Linked DNA regions of Sus scrofa: region 1 is linked to region 2. Evidence: chromatin contacts called from public Hi-C data. All regions are on one chromosome and are shown on one strand. The core of a region is the stretch at or near the end of the contact, and the rest is flanking DNA. Distances in the headings are between cores, read along the strand shown.

What was found. Hi-C and Micro-C count contacts between places; a contact is called where the count stands out from the background.
Region 1: a Hi-C map of embryonic fibroblasts shows a contact between it and region 2, with 2.2 times the contacts expected there. The contact joins two enhancer-like sites. A contact is called at or near these places in 5 of 47 Hi-C or Micro-C datasets (adipocytes, embryonic fibroblasts and fibroblasts) and 1 of 2 datasets of contacts at active chromatin or transcription factors (skeletal muscle).

What each region holds. Positions count from the first base shown.
Region 1 is chr11:48,057,218-48,063,031 of Sscrofa11.1, forward strand. The region is part of intron 5 of LMO7 (LIM domain only protein 7); the gene reads left to right. Among named protein-coding and RNA genes, the nearest start is that of LMO7, 150 kb to the left of the region's middle. Within about 2 kb of position 2,529, at least 25 of the 83 cell types and tissues checked have an H3K27ac peak or open chromatin away from gene starts, as enhancers often do. A contact at or near this core is called in embryonic fibroblasts, where this site is marked.
Region 2 is chr11:47,974,396-47,980,099 of Sscrofa11.1, forward strand. The region is part of intron 2 of LMO7 (LIM domain only protein 7); the gene reads left to right. Among named protein-coding and RNA genes, the nearest start is that of LMO7, 66 kb to the left of the region's middle. Within about 2 kb of position 2,831, at least 4 of the 83 cell types and tissues checked have an H3K27ac peak or open chromatin away from gene starts, as enhancers often do. A contact at or near this core is called in embryonic fibroblasts, where this site is marked.

The DNA of each region.
Region 1 (5,814 bases), core at 1,279-3,778, 83 kb after region 2:
AAAACAGAAAAGAGAAGAATAGTCATTCCTCAGCGCTCCTTCTCCTCCCCCACCCAACAACATTTTGACTGCTCCCTCTGCCTCGATCTCCTTGCCTCTGGCATGCTGCTCCCATCACACTGGCTGGTCCTTCTGTCTGCTTGGCTGGTTTCTCCTCTACTTCTTTGCCCTTATGTGCTGGGTTTTCCAGGCCTCAATCCCCAGACCTCTTCTCTAGCTACACTAATTTTCCAGCTACTATCTCATTGTAGTTTTATGACTTTACGTGTCATCTCTGTGCTGACGACTCCCCAGATTATATCTCCAACCTAGATTTTTAGCTTGGTCATCCAACCTGTATGTCTTAATCACCAGTTTCTTCACATGTCTATTTTGTCTCTTGAGTGTCTCAAACTTCCTACGTCTAAAACCAAAACCTGGAGTTCCCGTTGTGGCTCACTGGGTTAAGAACCTGACTAATATCCATGAGGAGGTGGGTTCCATCCCTGACCTCTCTCAGTGGGTTAAGGATCTGGTGTTGCTGCAAGCTGCAGCGTAGATTGCAGATGCAGTTAGGATCTGATGGTGCCATGGCTGTGGCATAGGCCTTGGCTGCAGCTCCAGTTTGCCCCCTAGCCACAGAAGTTAAATGTGCCACCGGTGTGACCCTAAAAAGGAAATAAGTAAATCCAAAGCCACCTGGCATCGTTACCTACAGGGGAAGCCTGTAATTGACACCCCCTCCGGTCTCTTCTCAGTTCATTTGATATAATTAAAGGTCATAACTCCATTCGGGACAGAGAACATACATAATGGATGCTGAATTCTTTACTAAATCAAGAATTGTCTCTTTCTGGGTTCCAATCTAACAGGGGCACATGCATGCTGGAGTCTCAGTTGTGAAACCAGCAAACATATTCCATGAAATAGAAGAATTACATAAAGAGTCTGTCACTGAATGAGTTAGAAACAAAACCCACCTTTCAGCTCCTGTAGCAACACTCTTCAATTTCATTATTTAAGTGGAACTGTGCGCCAGTGTCTTTGAATGCCTGTGGGTTTTTTTCCCCTTTCTCTTTAAGTGAAACTTAGCTATTCTTAGAAGTGTGTGGGAGGGGTGTGAAATTTAATCACAAATTATTTTTCATGAGAAGGTCCTTACTCATTTGTCATGTTTGGAATAAGCATTATGTTGCCAGGGCAGAAACTGTTGAATTTCGAAGTTTTTTCTCACCTAGGTAAGGACAGGCATCACCAGGCTTATCCCTTTGTGCTCGCTAATTATCTCCAGAGAGTGCTGTTGTCTCAAGTGCCATTTTTACAGTTTCCACAGGCAGGTAGAGCTGTATTTTGTAGCAATGGCAGATTAAAAGCTCTGTGTCACATGTGCCTGACATTACTGGCAGATTGTCAAATGGAATACAGTTTCGTTTTTAGGGATGGAAGTGGGAGGAAAGGAAGAATTTCAACTTCATTTTCTAAACTGCAGCTAAGTTTTGGAGAGAAGGCAAGAATAGTGCAGTATTCCGAGAATTCATCTTCAACTTTCATCTACACATCTCTCCCGCTTTCTGTTCCACAGTCATTAGAGAAAGATTCGCTCTATTTTAAGCAATGCCAGGATGAGCTTCCATGAATAAAAATGGCTGTTAATAGCAAAAGGAGCCACTGCCTGATTCCTAACTTCCTTCTTTGCTTCCTGCATTTGGCATAACAACAGGGCCTTCCCTTAGAGGCAGTAGTGTGAGAAATTAATTTTCTCACTGTGCTTCTTAAAATTTCAGGAAGTTCCCATTGTGGCCAGCAGAAAGGAACCCGACTAGTATTCATGAGGATTCGGGTTTGTCCCTGGCCTCACTCAGTGGGTTAAGGATCTGGCGTTGCCTTGAGCTGTGGTGTAGGTCGCAGACTCGGCGTAGATCCTGTGTTGCTGTGGCTGTGGTAGCAACAGCTCCATTTAGACCCCTAGCCTGGGAACTTCCATATGCCTTGGGTGCAGCCCCCCCAACCCCCCCCAAAAAAAACCAAAAATTTTTTTTTTTACTCAGTATCCTGAGCAAACCCAATAGTTCCTCCTTTCCTCCCATTTGGAGGCAGATCATCTTGTTTCTTATAAAAACGATGCCCCTGCTGTCATGAGGAGAGCATCTGCTCTGAATTGTCTCAGTCGTTCCCCCTCCCCCGGCCACACACATGTGTCCTCCCTAACCCCAGATACATCTGACAGATTGAAGGCAGATAAAGTCCACATGCTTTTTCTGCTTGTGACGCCTTATGAAATCATAATTCAGGACCTCATTTCTTGCCTTTTTTTTTTTTTTTTTAAAGTTGTGAACAGGTGGCCAGACTTCATAAGCAGCAACTGGAGGGCAGGGATTACTTAGTGGCTTGGAGAGAGACCAAGTGTCTTGCGAGCCCAGTGTCTCTAACATCAACCCCATTTCCCAAGCAGCAGAGTCCGGTCAGTTGGTGCCTCGCAGGGCAGGGCAGGGCATGGCTAGAACTGCCTCTGGGAGGGGTGGGTCCACGCCTTCCTCTGGGAAGCAGCCTCAGGAAGTGCATGCCTAGGGACATAGTCACCCAGTGAGTCGCAGTTGTTCTGAGGAGCAAAGGTGGACGCTTACTTGGGGCCAAGAAAAGGAGATGACGGAGACTGCAGGATTACGGACAAAAAGCAGGATGAGTGTGTGGCAGCAGGGAGGAGACCACGTGGGCGAGGAAGTTCCACTGGAGACTTTTATTGAATTCTAGGTTCCTTGTAGCCGGAGAAGCTTGGGATGGTGGCAGGGGTGCCAGACCTCTCCTCTTTCCTGTTAGGATGTAGGGAAGTCTTCCCCGGGGCACTTGGGGCAAAGCTACTCCTGTTCTATCAGAAACCCCAGCCTGAGTTTTTAATCACACATTTCCTTGTATGATGCTTCACTGAGATAGCTGTATTTGATCTTCCCCGAAGTTGGCGTGGGCAGCATGGGGGCTCAGATTTGGGGAGAGAAAATGATTTTGGAGCAGGGCAAATTCAGTGCTTAGGGGATTGTGATATCGGGGCAGAACGTGAGAAGTCTTCTTTGTGCGGGGCTGCCAGTGCAGAAGTTGGCACCTTGAAGAGAAGGGACATCAAGATATGGAGGAAGAACGTTCAAAGAGAAGTGGGGATTCGGTATTATTTTCATTTTTTATTTTTTGGTCTTTTTTAGGGCCGCACCTATGCCACATGGAGGTTCCCAGGCTAGGGATTGAACTGAATAGCTACAGCTGCTGCTGGCCTACACCACAGCCACAGCAACACCAGATGTGAGCCGCATCTGTGACCTAGCCCATGGCAATGCTGGATCTTTAACCCCAGTGAGCGAGGCCACGGATCGAACCTGCGTCTTCATGGATGCTAGTCAGATTTATTTCTACCGAGCCATGATGGGAACTCCTGGAATTCAATTTTAAACTCTGTGAAGCTTTATCTTTTTCTGTGATTAGCATTTATTTTCTTTTTTAAATTTTATTTATTTATTCAGTCATTTATTTATTTTCTTTTTGGCTTCACCTGTGGCATGTGGAAGGAAGTTCCTGGGCCAGGGATTAGACCCGACCCACAGCAGTGACAACACCGATCCCAACCCATTAGCCAGAGGGCATTCCCATGAGGTTGTATCTGATTTGGGGGAAAATTTCCTCCATCTCTTTGTCCTTGATCTGGCCCAGTGAGTGGCTCAGAGTAGCACCTATGAACATTTGAAGGCTCAGTGGCTCTTGGCCAGGCCTCTGGTTGACCCCAGGGGTACAGTTGTGAGTCAGGTGTGGTTGCAGTCCCCCAGAAGAGACTCTAGGAAAAGCTGAGGTGGGTGTTTGCATGTGGGCCCGGGGTTAGCTCTTTGGTTAAACAGAAGGCATTTTTTTTTGATGGAGCCCTGTGACATAGCTGGCTGCCCCAAACTGTAGTAAAACTAGAATCTCTTTCTTTAATACTCTGTTCCCAAACTGTGCTATCGGATATGAGGGCGGTAGATTTTGTCCATGTAGGCACATTTTTTTTTTTTTTTTTCCCCTCAGATTTTGAGATTTTGGAAAATTGAAGGGCATTGGCCAGGGCAGTCCCTAGTGGGTGAAGGCGGGGTGAGGAGGGCTGGCTGGAGGCCATTGTGGATGTTTGGCCAGCAGCAGAGATACCATGATAGTTTGCCTTATCCTTGGGTTGACCTTACTCTCGGCATAATTTCTTATTCAGAGCCTCCCAGAGAACGAGGGAAAGGAAAGCAGAACATGAAAGAGTGTCTTGAATTCTATTTCCTAGACATGTCTCTTGTAGGGGGAAAACGTTGCGTGTGGGGAAACATGAGAGCCCTCTGGGCGTTTCCCTTCCACCCAATGGCGTGGTGGGAATGGAGAGCTGGAGACAGTCTTGACGTGTCTCCTTTACGCATCTGCTTGGGTTCAGTACTTTGCGGATGTTTGCTTTCAGCCCAACGAGATGGGTATGTGGTTTCCCAGCAAGACTGTGGAGACCGAGTGAAGTACCATGATCGTGTCTGACAGCTAGTTAAAGTGGAGCTAGTTAAAGTTTACACCTTCTTCACCCAGCTGCCGCCTCATGGAAGAAGCTGGCTTTGGATCTCCCAATGAGAGCCAGAGCCTCCATGTAGATTTTATTTCCCTCGTCCTTTGGTTAGAGACGGTGCTTTTTTTTTTTTTTTTTTTTTTTTCCCTTTTTTTTTTCTAGGGCCACACCTGCAGCATATGGAAGTTCCCAGGCTAGGGGTTGAATTGCAGCTGTAGCCACCAGCCTACACCAGAGCCACAGCAATGCCAGATCTGAGCCATGTCTGCGATCTGCACCACAGCTCACGGCAACACCGAATCCTTAACCCACTGAATGAGGCCAGAGGTCGAACCCCTGTCCTCATGGGTACTAGCTGGGTTTGTTACTGCTGAGCCACAACGGGAACTCCTGTGATGCTGATTCTTGACAGATTATTTGGACTGGTATTTTAAAAGCGCTTTGACCAAAGAAACGTTCAGACCCAGAGCTTCCTGGTGCTGAGTATACCAGGCAGCAGTTAGGATAAGGTGATTACAGAGGGGTCTTTTTCATGGATGGGCTGACTTGAGGGTTGGTGGCACTTGTCTTCCTGGCCTCTGGCAGAAAGGCCAGAGCTCTGTGATGAGCACCTATCTTCTGGCCCTTCGTCAGGTCGTGAAGAAACTGCCAGAACTACTCCATTAACAGAGAGGAAGATGATATCTATATCATATTTGCTGTTTCCTGAATATTAAACACAATTTCGAAATCAGTGTAGAGTACACAGAGAAGGCTGGCAGCATATTCAACACAGGCATTTTTTGCAAACCGTTAATGTTTCATGTCTGTCCCTTTTTGTGGAAAATTTGGGTTCCAGGGAAAGTTTAGATTCTTTGACGTTTCTCTTTCCGAGCTCTGCTGGGGAGCTTTTTCATCACAGGGACCAGCCCTTAATCTGTGCACTCAGCACTTTGAAGCTGGCCTTTGTTTTTTGAATCTGTGCCTTTTTGGGATTATTGACCTATGATTATAAAGAATCCCCTTTTATTCCAGTTTTAAAGGAAATAAAAAAGAAGTGCAAGTGTGACTATCAATACCTATGATTATAAAGAATCCCCTTTTATTCCAGTTTTAAAGGAAATAAAAAAGAAGTGCAAGTGTGACTATCAATACAATCTGAGTCAAAATTGGGTGTGTTTTAAGTAAGCTAGTGCAATTCACGTTTTCTTTGACATCATATAAATATCCTGTAAATATTTATTAGGAACCTCCTGAGCTTTTATCGTTTCAGGCTTTCTCTTGCTAACTTATATTTCTGTATGCAA
Region 2 (5,704 bases), core at 1,581-4,080:
TACAGAGGTTCCCAGGCTAGGGGTCTAATCAGAGCTACAGCTGCTGGCCTGGGCCACAGTCGCAGCAACTCGGAATCCGAGCTGTGTCTGTGTGTCTGCAACCTACACCACTGCTCATGGCAACGCTGGATCCTCGACCCACTGAGCGAGGCCAGGGATCAAATCCATATCCCATGGATATCAGTTACCACTGATCCATAAAGGGAACTCCAGCAATATCTACTTTTGAGATAATCTGGAACTTTGTTGATCTATTAAGGCCCTAGGAGAAACTTTGTTCTTACAAGTTGTTGGAGGAAAACCGATTTCTTAATCCTTCTGTTGTGGGGATGATAATTAATTGACAGCAGAGGCTAAGGTGGAGGCTCTGTATATAAGCTGTTTTCTATGGCTCTCTTTGTACACCTTACATGCGTTTTCTGTTTTGAAACCATGTGAGTAAAGTTTATTTTAAAAAGGTCGTAAGTACACTTAAGAAAACTTAGGGTCATGGAATTGTTTAGCTATAATGCAAAGATGATACATTTAAAAATAGAAAGATGCAAATACATAAAAGGAAGTATAATTAGAACATTTCTGTAAGTGAGGTAGTGGGCTAAAAATTTCACTTCGCAAATTTAGACTTAGGCCTATGAAATTATATGTAACCTTTAGGGGAGATAGGGATTTAGGGAGATAGTGCAGATTACGGTAGTAGCTTAATTTATTTATTCATATTCATTTATTTTTTTTGTCTTTTCTAGGGCCACACCTGTGGCATATGGAGGTTCCCAGCCTAGGGGTCTAATCGGAGCTGTAGCCGCTGGCCTACACCAGAGCCACAGTAACGCTGGATCCAAGCCACATCTGTGACATACACCACAGCTTATGGCAACGCCGGATCCTTAACCCACTGAGCGAGGCCAGGGACCGAACCCACAACATCATGGTTCCTAGTCAGATTGGTTAACCATTACGCCACCAAGGGAACTCCAGTAGCTTAATTTATATTGAACTTCTTTTGTATATAGGTTATAAGATGGTATTGAAGGCCTTTTTAAAAATCATCTTTTTTTTTTTTTTTTGGCTTTTTAGGGCTGCGCTTGAAGTATATGGAGATTCCCAGGCTAGGGGTCGAATTGAAGCTGTAGCCGTTGGCCTTCACCACAGCCACAGCAGCACCAGAACCAAGCTGAGTTGCAACCTACACCACAGCTCACTGCAACGCCGGATCCTTAACCCACTGAGCAAGGCCAGGGATTGAACCTGCATCCTCATGGATACTAGTCAGATTTGTTTCCGCTCAGCTACAATGGGAACTCATGGATATGTGTTTTTATTTCTCTTGGGTACATACCTAGAATAAACTGTAACTATCTCATTGGTTTTTTTTTTTTTTGCCATTTCTTGGGCTGCTCCCGCGGCATATGGAGGTTCCCAGGCTAGGGGTGGAATCGGAGCTGTAGCCACCGGCCTACGCCAGAGCCACAGCAACACGGGATCCAAGGCATGTCTGCGACCCACACCACAGCTCATGGCAACACCGGATCCTTAATCCGCTGAGCGAGGCCAGGGACTGAACCCGCAACCTCATGGTTCCTAGTCGGATTTGTTAACCACTGAGCCACGGCGGGAACTCCTGTAACTATCTCTTTGTTTCTTAGAAATGTGTTGTCAAGTGGAAGGAAGCTGACAAATGAATGGGTACCAGAAGGATGACATTGTCAGCTTGCAGCAAGGATCCATCAAGAATCATTTAGGCAGTCCAGTATCACGGGTCGCTTCAACTCCATCCCTTAATACTGAACTTACACTGGGGGAGTAAAGCATACCCTAAGTCCCAGGGATGAAACTATCAATTTGAAGTTCCTATAAAATAAGTGGTGACTCTCACCTGAGATACAGACACACAGTTTCCCAAAATGAATGCTTCCCACAGTGATGACTCTCATGGTAATTCACTGGGAGATAAGCAGGTAATTGTTGAGACTTGCTAATGTGTGTGGGAGACATTTCTGCACCGAACAATGATGTCTCCTGACTCTTGAGAACCCATGATTATATTAAGCATTTGAACTCTATTTGAAATATCCTGATAATGGATATTCACAGCTACATGCGCCTTGTGTTTTGTTTATTTAAAAGCTCCTTGATCTAGGAGAAAAAAGGTATGCACTAGACTAGGTGTTGGGTGGACTTTTTTCCCCTTGCAGTATTTTCCTTATTGTTTGCAACAGCACAAATTTGGAGTGTGAACCAGTATTTATGGACAAAATGTATTTATACTTTATTCTTTCGAAGTCGTTTTTGTGATTGTTAGCAGAACAAAGGATAGCTGTAAACCTGAGAGCATTTTTGTGTGTGATGTTTTTGGTGAATTTAACTAGCTGCTAATGGGGCTCAGGTTGTCTTAGATCTTGTATCTGGATGAAACTGGCACATAAAATTGTCAGCCCTGGAGCAAATCTTCCTTTCTTCCCTTGGTTTTATTTAGTTCTTTCCAGTTGTTTTCCATTGGTGGCTTATTAGTGGTTGTGGTTTAGCAAAAATAACTGGAGACTGTAAGCTAAGAGTTGGTAATGGTATCAGGATGTGGCTGCTTCTCCTGGACCAGAAATCATGTTGAAACTCATTTTTTTTTTTGCAGCCCCCCCCCCCCCCCCCCGCCCCTGCCACATCTAAGTGTACCTGGCATTTGGCCTAATGATGATGGAGTGAGAATTTGGAGTGTTTATGAGGACAGTTGGCTTTTAATTATCCAGGAGCTGTGTTCTTTTCTATCTGTCTCTCCTTCCTGGCTGTGTGAAGCCACGGGGCCCTTCCTAGGGGAGAGGTGGGAGGAGTAATTTGCACTCGCCACTGAGACCCAGGGCTTGTCGTGGGCAGCAGGGCAGAAAATGTTTAGATTTTTGACCACTATGAGATGTTGGATTCCATTCAGAATTCAGTGATCTGTGCAATTCTGATACCACTCTTGGAAGACTGTGAGTTGGCTTTGGTTTTGCTATCAGATGATGTTAGCATTGGCAAAAATTGTCCTGGTATACGCTGGGGATATTATGTAGTCCAAAGCCAAATCTTAAGAGGGGCTTGGAAATTATGCTGCTTGAGGCAGTGTTATTTTGCTGAATATACAAGTTAAACAAGAACATGCTGAAATTCAAAGGGTGAGCCGCATTTTAGAGAGATGCCTAGGCTCAAAATGCCATTTTGACCACAAATTTCAAAACAGGGTTGGACTTTTTAAGTGGAATTTCCAAGAATTGCTTCATCTTACTTTTACATTCCTAGTGCCGGCATCATGTCAGGTATGCACATAGCAGTTGTCATTACATGATTTTTTATTTTTTAAATTAAAAAATTTTAAATTATTTATTTATTTGTCTTTTTAGGACAATATCTCGGCAAATGGGGGTTCCCAGACTAGGGGTCAAATTGGAGCTGTAGCTGCCGGCCTACACCACAGCAGCTCGGGATCCGAGCCATGTTTGTGAGCTATACCACAGCTCACGGCAATGCTGGATCCTTAACTCACTGAGTGAGGCTGAGGATGAACCTGCGTCCTCATGGATACTAGTCAGGTTTGTTTCCCTGAGCCACTACAGGAACTCCCACATGATTTCTTAAATAAATGAGTAGCTTAATACTTTCTTAGTATCTTAGTTGAGAGTAATAAAGATAATTTATTTTATTCATTATTTAAAATATTTTTTATTGGAGTGTAGTTGATATACAAGGTTGTGTTAGTTTCATGTGTACAGTAATTTCAGTTATACATGTACTTACATCCATTCTTATTCAGATTCTTTACCCATATAGGTTATTACAGAATCTTTTTTATTTTATTTAATTTTTTAATTTTTTTACTTTTTGTGTTTTCAGGGCTGCACCTGTGGCATATGGAGGTTCCCAGGGTAGGGGTCTAATTGGAGCTGTAGCTGCTGGCCTATGCCAGAGCCACAGCAATGCCAGATCTGAGCCAAATCTGTGACCTACACCACAGCTCATGGCAGTGCCAGATCCTCAACCCACTGAGCGAGGCCAGGGATCGAACCCGCAACCTCATGGTTCCTAATCAGATTTGTTAACCACTGCACCACAACGGGAACTCCTATTACGGAATCTTAAGTTGAGTTTCTTATGCTATACAGAAGGTCTTTGTTGGCTGTTTTATGTATAGTAGTGCATGTTTATTTATACAAACCTCCTAATATATCTCTCCCCCCCTTCCCCCTTTGGTAACCAAGGAAAGATAATTGAAAAGGAAAGTTGAATTCTAATATATTCCTTAGTCTGGAAGAAATTGACGTAACAAATCAGTATGAAAAGCTCTTCACCCTGAGGTTTTCATCTGAGAATATTCCCTCTTGATGAGCTGCATCTCTGGAGTGACGTGTTTCTGTGGACTCCCGTATGTGTTTGTTCTTGGGCTGTTGACAAAACCAGGGTCGGTGATTTTGGGATTAGAGGCAGGCTCTTCCTCGGAGACACAACCAATCCCCACTCCTCCCATACCCATGAAATTTAGCCATTGGTTTTGCCTTTTTATTTTATTTTATTTTTCTGGTCTTGTTCTTCCTTGCTTAAAATGTTTGTGGTGCAGATATTCATAGGAAGAGTAATTAGATTTAACATAAAGGATGAGTATGTGTATGCTGTATCTCAGCCAATGAGAAGTTGGGTAAGGCAGTCCTGCCCTGGAGAGTAGGCAGAGTAGGCTGGGATGGAGCGGGGAGGTTCTGAATTACGTCGTAAAGGTCACGCAGTGTTTTCATAGACTTTCTCATTGGATGTTCCCTGCCTGTTAGGTAGGGACTGACCTCGGTCTTAACGCAAGCAGCTGTGTTGTAACTCGGTTTCCTGCGTCAGAATGGGGTAAGAGTGTCTACCGCATAGGGATGCTGTGGAGATGCAGGGAGATGGTGCCCGAAGGAAACCGTGAGTGTTGGTTGTCCTAATCCTGGGGCCTCTTTGATAGCTGAGGAGACTGAAGCCTGGGGGAATTAGAAGACTTAACCCTCATTGTGCAAAGGTCTCAGGCCCCCATTCAGCTTCTCTGACCCCCAGTTTTTATCAGGATAGCTGGCTTCTCTAAAACTGTGCATTACCTTTTCAATAATTTTGATCTGGAAAGAGCTAGGAGGGCGACATTTTCTTCTATGTAAATTATATTTAGTTTTTACCTAATTGTCTTGACTGGGTATCAAAATCCTTGCATTTCTAGGATTTTAGCATGTGTGACCAGTGGAATCTGTCAAAATGATTGAATCGTAGATAATGTGTACATTTCATGGAATTCATTATAAAAATTGGACCTGTTTTGTGGCGTCATGGGGATTGTGTAATGATTGCTTCAAAAATGAAGTTTAAGAAGAGAGAAGGGTCTTTTAAATTCTTTGGCAGTTTGCTTGCTTATTTATTTATTTATTTGTTTTCTTGGCCACCCATAGCATCTGAAAGTTCCCTGGCCAGGGATTGAGCCTGCACCACTGCAGTAACCATTTAACGGTGTTTTGATGATTGTTGTACACCTATAAATGTAATAAAATTCATTAAGTAATTAAAAAAATTGACTATGGAGCAGTGACAAGACCAGGTCCTTAACCCACTGAGCCACAAGGGAACTCCTTTGACAGCTTTTTAGAGGCTGACTGAAAACATGGTAGCTTCTTGATGTGTGACAGCGTGGGGCTTCTCTCTGTGGAAACCACACCCTGCAACGGCT